Linked DNA regions of Callithrix jacchus: region 1 is linked to region 2. A link is a contact called in public Hi-C data. All regions are on one chromosome and are shown on one strand. Each heading gives the region's core, a stretch centred on a gene start, on an enhancer-like site or on the middle of the called end of the contact. The rest is flanking DNA. Distances are from core to core; before and after follow the strand shown. Region 1 overlaps ITGA9 (integrin subunit alpha 9). Region 2 holds the start of ITGA9 (integrin subunit alpha 9).

What was found. Hi-C and Micro-C count contacts between places; a contact is called where the count stands out from the background.
Region 1: a Hi-C map of induced pluripotent stem cells shows a contact between it and region 2, with 2.1 times the contacts expected there. The contact joins the enhancer-like site here to the promoter of ITGA9 in region 2. A contact is called at or near these places in 3 of 3 Hi-C or Micro-C datasets (induced pluripotent stem cells and skeletal muscle).

What each region holds. Positions count from the first base shown.
Region 1 is chr17:75,624,621-75,627,511 of calJac240_pri, forward strand. The region is part of intron 23 of ITGA9 (integrin subunit alpha 9); the gene reads left to right. Among named protein-coding and RNA genes, the nearest start is that of CTDSPL, 87 kb to the right of the region's middle. Within about 2 kb of position 1,486, at least 2 of the 16 cell types and tissues checked have an H3K27ac peak or open chromatin away from gene starts, as enhancers often do.
Region 2 is chr17:75,303,203-75,306,189 of calJac240_pri, forward strand. It overlaps ITGA9 (integrin subunit alpha 9), which reads left to right and starts at 1,635. Exons shown (of 28, transcript XM_035278481.3): 1 at 1,635-2,042. The coding sequence starts at 1,858.

The DNA of each region.
Region 1 (2,891 bases), core at 236-2,735, 320 kb after region 2:
CTGCTCTGTTCTGGGGCCCTGTGGGAGGGAACCTGTGTCCTCTCTCTTGCTCTAGGTCGACAGACAGCTTGTAGAGGTGCCTGACTGAGCTCCGTCTCCTGAGCCTACAACATGGAAATGCCCTGTTTCCTCCCAGCCCTTTATCAGACCACCTCAGCCTGCAGAATAAAAGCTCTAGGCTTCCCTTCTCCGTCTGGGATCAGATGAAGCTAAGGGTCTGCTCTCTTTCTCAGTGTCTCACCTATGGAATCAGCCCCAACCCACACTTCCAACCCAGTACTTCATGAAGCAACATCTTGCCAGATCCCCTAAAGTGAACAGGGGACACTTCCTCTTCTCACAGGCCTGGCACCGTGGTGACTTCTGACCATGATGGCTCCCTTGATCGAGCCTGACCCAGACTCTGCCACCAGGTGATATTCACTCCACAGCCAGGGCGCCTGACAGTTTCCCCAGTCACCACCGTCTCATGGCTTCAGTTTATACAGTGTCCTCTTCGGGGTCAGGGGGAGGACAGATGCCAATAGAAAACCCTCAGTACCTGCCTTAGTAGAATGCAGCCATGTCACTGGGTCCAGCATTCTCCTGTCCTTGTTTGGGTGCCTGGTGAAGTCCTTTTGTTCAAATTCTGATAGCCAGGGACCTCTGCCAGCTCCCAGAGGCCCTGGGAGATAAGCAGCCATGTCATGAGAAGAATTTGGACTCTGATAGCCTGGGGAATAAATGAGGAGTGAGTGGGCAGAGAAGAGCAAGGGGGTGATGGCCACAGAGTCCTTGGCTAGCCAAAGAAGTGACATTGTTGGTCATTGGCCGGGGGTGCTTGGGTGGTCTGCAACACATGAAAAAAGCACCACATTCCCTGGACTCTGAGCAAAGAGGGAGGTTAAAACCGAGTTGTGGGGGATGGATAGTAATTGCTCATCTGTGTGATAAGATAAGGTAGCCCCCTGCTGTAATGAAAATGCACAGCTAGTTCATGAAGTGAGGAATTAGCAACTGGGGACAACCCGAGTGACTGCCTATAGCAACATTCTCACGTATAGATGAGGAAACCGAGGCCCCGGAGACCTAAACCGACACTGCTGTTAGCCGGCGGTGCTTGGGCTGAAGCCAAGACTATCGAGTAATCATCAAGAGCGCCTGTACCACAGAACTGCTTCACTGGGGCCAGACACGACCTTGGACAAGTTGCTAAACTCGGGGACCTCTGTTTCCTTATCTGTCAGCTGAGGCCACAAGGACTGCGTGATCTCGCAGCTGCCTTCCAGAAACAACATTGCAGAATGCCCCGTTCCCCGTTCCAGCCCAAGTGCCTCTCTTCAGTCTGCAGGCACTTTTATCTCCCATGGTCTAGGCAGGGGGCATTTTTTTTGCCACAGTGGCAGAAATGGCTCATGCTGGAGAATGCTGCGATCTCCAGGCTATTGGTTTCTTCTGACCACAGTAAGAAGAGGAAAGGAAGCTTTCCCTCCACCTCACTCCTGCCCCAGCCTCATCCTCAGCTTCCACCTAAGAGACAGTGCTGGGAACTGGTGACAAGCAGATGTCTGGAGCTGTGTGACGTCTGTCCCAGCCCAGCTCTGTGGCCCTGCTACCTGGGGGACCTCTGGTGGTCATGGGGCCTCCTGTTGCCTCTCAGTTTCTCCATCTGTAAAATGGGGACAGTAGGCCAGGTGCAGTGGTTCACACCTGTAATCCCAACACTTTGGGAGGTTGAGGCAGGTGGATCATTTGAGGTCAGGAGTTCGAGACCAGCCTGAATGAACAATATGGTGAAACCTCATCTCTACTAAAAATAAAAATAAAAAAAAAATAGCCGGGTGTGTTGACATGTGCTTGTAGTCCCAGCGACTTGGGAGGCTGAGACAGGAGAATTACTTGAACCCAGGAGTCAGAGGTTGCAGTGAGCTGAGATCACACCACTACACTACAGCCTGGGCAACAGAGCGAGAATTTGTCTCAAAAAAGGTTGGGGGGCAGACAGTAATAGCACCTGGCTCAGGGGATTGCAGTGAGGACTGAACGTTAATGTGTGGAAGGCACTGAGAGCCTGGCCTGTAGAAAGGGCCACGCGAGTCTTAGGTGCTGTTGCTGTGGCTGTCGCATCGGTACCCATTCAATACTCGTAGAGGAGCCCCCCTTGATGACCGTGGCTAGGTACTGAGTTCCTGAGTGTAGCTGAGGGCTGAGGGCACATCTGCAATAGGATTAGCTGATCTGAATCGGACTCATGCAGCACTAGGCAACCTTCAATCTCCTTTTGAAAGGGGACCACCCCGAACCTTCCAGAAAAACGTTGCTTTTCCCGATTGAAATGATTCCCATGTAACCGCAGTCGGGAGCACAACTGGCCAAGATTTTCATTCACCACAGACTCAGTCCTCATTTCCGTCTTCCAGATCCCACCAGGGCAGATTAGGTGTCACATTGCATCACATCACGCCGTCCCATTACCCTGTTCACAGGCCACCCCAGAAACTCCCCACGGGAGACAGAAGCTAAGTTCTGAACTGTGACTCTGCCTCTTGGGGTTGACACTGAGACTTAGGCTGTTTCTCGCCCGCTTGCCCTGCCTTTCCCAGATTCCTGCCCCTCTCTGCTGGCATCTGGTCTCATGGCCAGATGACAGCGCCAGCTCTTTATACCTGAAACACATCATCAAGGCTAGCTGGGCTGGGGCTCTGCTCCCAAACTTCCTCTCCCTGCCTAGAAACCCGAAGCCCTGATGTGCAGAGCAAGGAGGAACTCTGCTCCCACGCCTGATTTTAATGAGGGACGGATGCATCCTGCAGGGCTCAGAGGTTCTGTTTCTCTAAATCCAGACCAAACGTGTTTGGGTGGCCTGGCCTTATAATCTCAGCAGAAGAATGTGCGTGCCACAGGCTGCAGAA
Region 2 (2,987 bases), core at 385-2,884:
GGTCTCGAATTCCTGGACTCAAGTGATCTGCCTGCCTCGGCCTCCCAAAGTGCTGGGATTACAGGCATGAGCCCAGTTCATTCTTTCAACAATGTTTAAGCATCTTCCTATGCCTGGCACTGAGCTGGGCCTTGGGGCTACAAAGATGTCTAAGACTTTTTTCTCCCTGGAGAGCCTTACCATCTCTGGAGAGGGACAGAGAGCCCCTGAAATGATTACCATGTTCTAAGTGTTGAGACAGAGGCATGTTAATACCCTTTGGCAGCCCAGAAGAGAAAAGGGCAGAGGAAATGGGACAGAAAGGGTGAGGGGAGGACTGGCCTGGACGTCTAGAATGGATAGGATTTTTGTTTCCAGTTTAAGAGGGGTAGGCAATTTTAGGAAGAAAGAACAGCGTTGGAGAAGGAACAGATGTGTGTGAAAACCCCTGCTGGACAGGCTCAGAGGACAGCTCGAAATTGTGTGTGGATATACTGTAGGGTTTGTGGGAAGTGGAGTGGGAAAGGGGCTTAAAATGGGGCTGGAAAAGGAGATGGAACCTCCATGTGAAGGTATGCTGAGGAGGTGTGGCTCCATCTTGAGGCAGGAGAAGAGGGTGGGGGCGGGGGGCAACAGGAAGCTTTTAAACAATACCCAAACTCTGGTGTAGAAGTAAAAAGTGGAAAGAAGAGAACACAGGCAGGGAAACCACAATAGTGTGGTCAGACTGGAAGGATCGCAGTCAGTTCAGTAGGAAGCTTGAGTTTGAGTAGCCAAGTTCACAGACGGGAGGTAGAAAGGTAGCTGCCAGAGGCTCTGGATGGGGGTAAGGGTAGGGGAAAGAGGAGTTATTGTTTAGGGTGTAAAGTTTGTTTTCAAAGATGAAGAGTTCTGGAGACGGAGGGCGGTGATGGCTGCATAACATGCATATACTTAATACCCCAAACTGTACAGTTAAAAATGGTGAAGATGGTAAACTTTCTATTACGCATGTTTACAGTGACAGCGTTGAGTGCACGCAGACCCTGCTGGACTCCAGCCACAGAGCCCCTATTCAGCAGGGCTGAGTGGGGCCTGAGGATCTGCATTCTGCCAAGTTCCCAGATGATGTTGATGCTGCTGGTCCGGAGACTGCACTTCGGGAATCACTGGTGTAGGAGAGCGAGTGACTAGAACACTGAGGGGCGCTCTGCTCGCTTCCACGTGGCTGCTATTGTGATTAACGACAGCCGGCGTTCACTGAGCGCCGCTCCTGCAGCTGATCCCACAACTGGGTGAAGGAGCGGCGGGCGCGCAGGGCCAGACTCTGGAGTCTAAACTCGCTCCTCACTCAGGTTGTTCTGGACCTTGCTGGTTGTGACTGGGAGGGAAAGAGAGACCTAAGCAGGGAGACAGGCCCTCAGGGCCGGCCGAACCCATAGTGGCGGAGGGGCGCAGCCTCGCCTCCGGGAACCCGAGCGCCCGGGGCGCAGCGGGGAGGGGGCAGCTCCGGGCGTCCTGCGGGTCGCGGGACCGACTCCTGCCCGGGAAGTGCTCGGGGCCCGCGGCCCGCAGGGGGCGCTGCCGCGCCGTCCAGCCTCCGCCGCCCGGGCCGCCCTCCCAGCGGGCGCGCCCCTCCGCAGTCCAGCGCCGCCCGGCCCGGGACCCGCTCGCTCAGACTTCTCCGGCCGACAGAGGACGCCGACCGCTCGGGGCCGCCCCTGTGCTCGCCTGCGCGCCCGCTCAGCCAGCCGTCCGCGCCCCGGCGCCCGCATCCCGCCTGCGTTCGGGCGCAGAGCTCCCGCCCCGGGGACGCTTCCCGGCCGTCGGCGGACCCCGCGGCCCGCGCGCTCTGCGCCCCGCTCGCCCAGCAGAGGGGAGGGCGGCAGCCGGCTGGGGATGGGCGGCCCGGCTGTGCCCAGGGGCGCCAGGGGGCTCCGTGCACTGCTGCTGGCGCTGGTGGTCGCGGGAGTTCCCGCGGGCGCCTACAACCTCGACCCACAGCGCCCCGTGCGCTTCCAGGGCCCCGCCAACTCGTTCTTCGGCTACGCGGTGCTGGAGCATTTCCACGACAACACGCGCTGGTGAGTGTCCGCCCGCTCCGCGACCCCGGCCCGGCGGCCACCGCCCCGGCCCCCGGGCCCGCCGCCGACTTTCCGGCCTCTTCCCCGCCGCCGTCCCGAGGGGGCGATTTAAATGTCTCCGCTGCGCGCGGCTCGGCCCCCGGGGGACGGCGGGAGAAGGGAGGACACCGTCCGGGGGCCGCGGAGGTCGCGGTCGGCGCCTGGAGGCGGGCGGGGCTGTCGCGCGCCTCCCCCGGGTCCCAGCCCCGAGCATGCGGGGAGCGCCGCTAGAGTTGCCTCTTGGACCGCCCAGCTAGACTCGGCTTCGCTCTCCGGATCGCGGAGTAACTTGGCTCCTCTGCCTCCGAGCGGCCGCGTGGGCCCGGCGAGCCTCCCGAACCTCGCCGGGCCTGGGGGAATCAGGGCACTGCAGCTGCACCCCTCCCCGGTTTTGGGGAACCTCTGAGGAAGGAGCGTAGCCTCTCCAGCGCCGCTGCGCGGGGTGGTGCTCCCCAGGGGCAGGGCGTCTGGGATCCCTCGGGCGCGCTGGAGCCCAGAGGCCCCCCTACCCCGACCCCTACAAGACCCTTGATGGAAGTGGGGTGGAGAAGCTCCTGGATATAGGGAAGAGGAGGGTAAGAGAGCACTTCCGAGTGACAGAGGTGGGGCGGGTAGGTGTTTCTTGGGGCAGCCTGAGTCTCTTCTCATATGGACCAATTCCACCTGGAGACTTTGACCAGAAGCCTTGAGAGAGAGATGTGTTTCTGTAGAGGCCAAGGGATTCAGTTGTCCTCTGAGCCCGGAGCGGTGGGCCTGAAGAAGGTGGCGGCTCTGGCTCCATTAAGCATCATCAGCTGAGTGGTACAGAGCTTGTGACCAACTCGAGTGGAGAAGCACGAAGAGGAGGTTGGTGCCCTCCTTGGCCACTTCCCCTGGCCCACAGGGATTAAATAGCCACACAGTGGT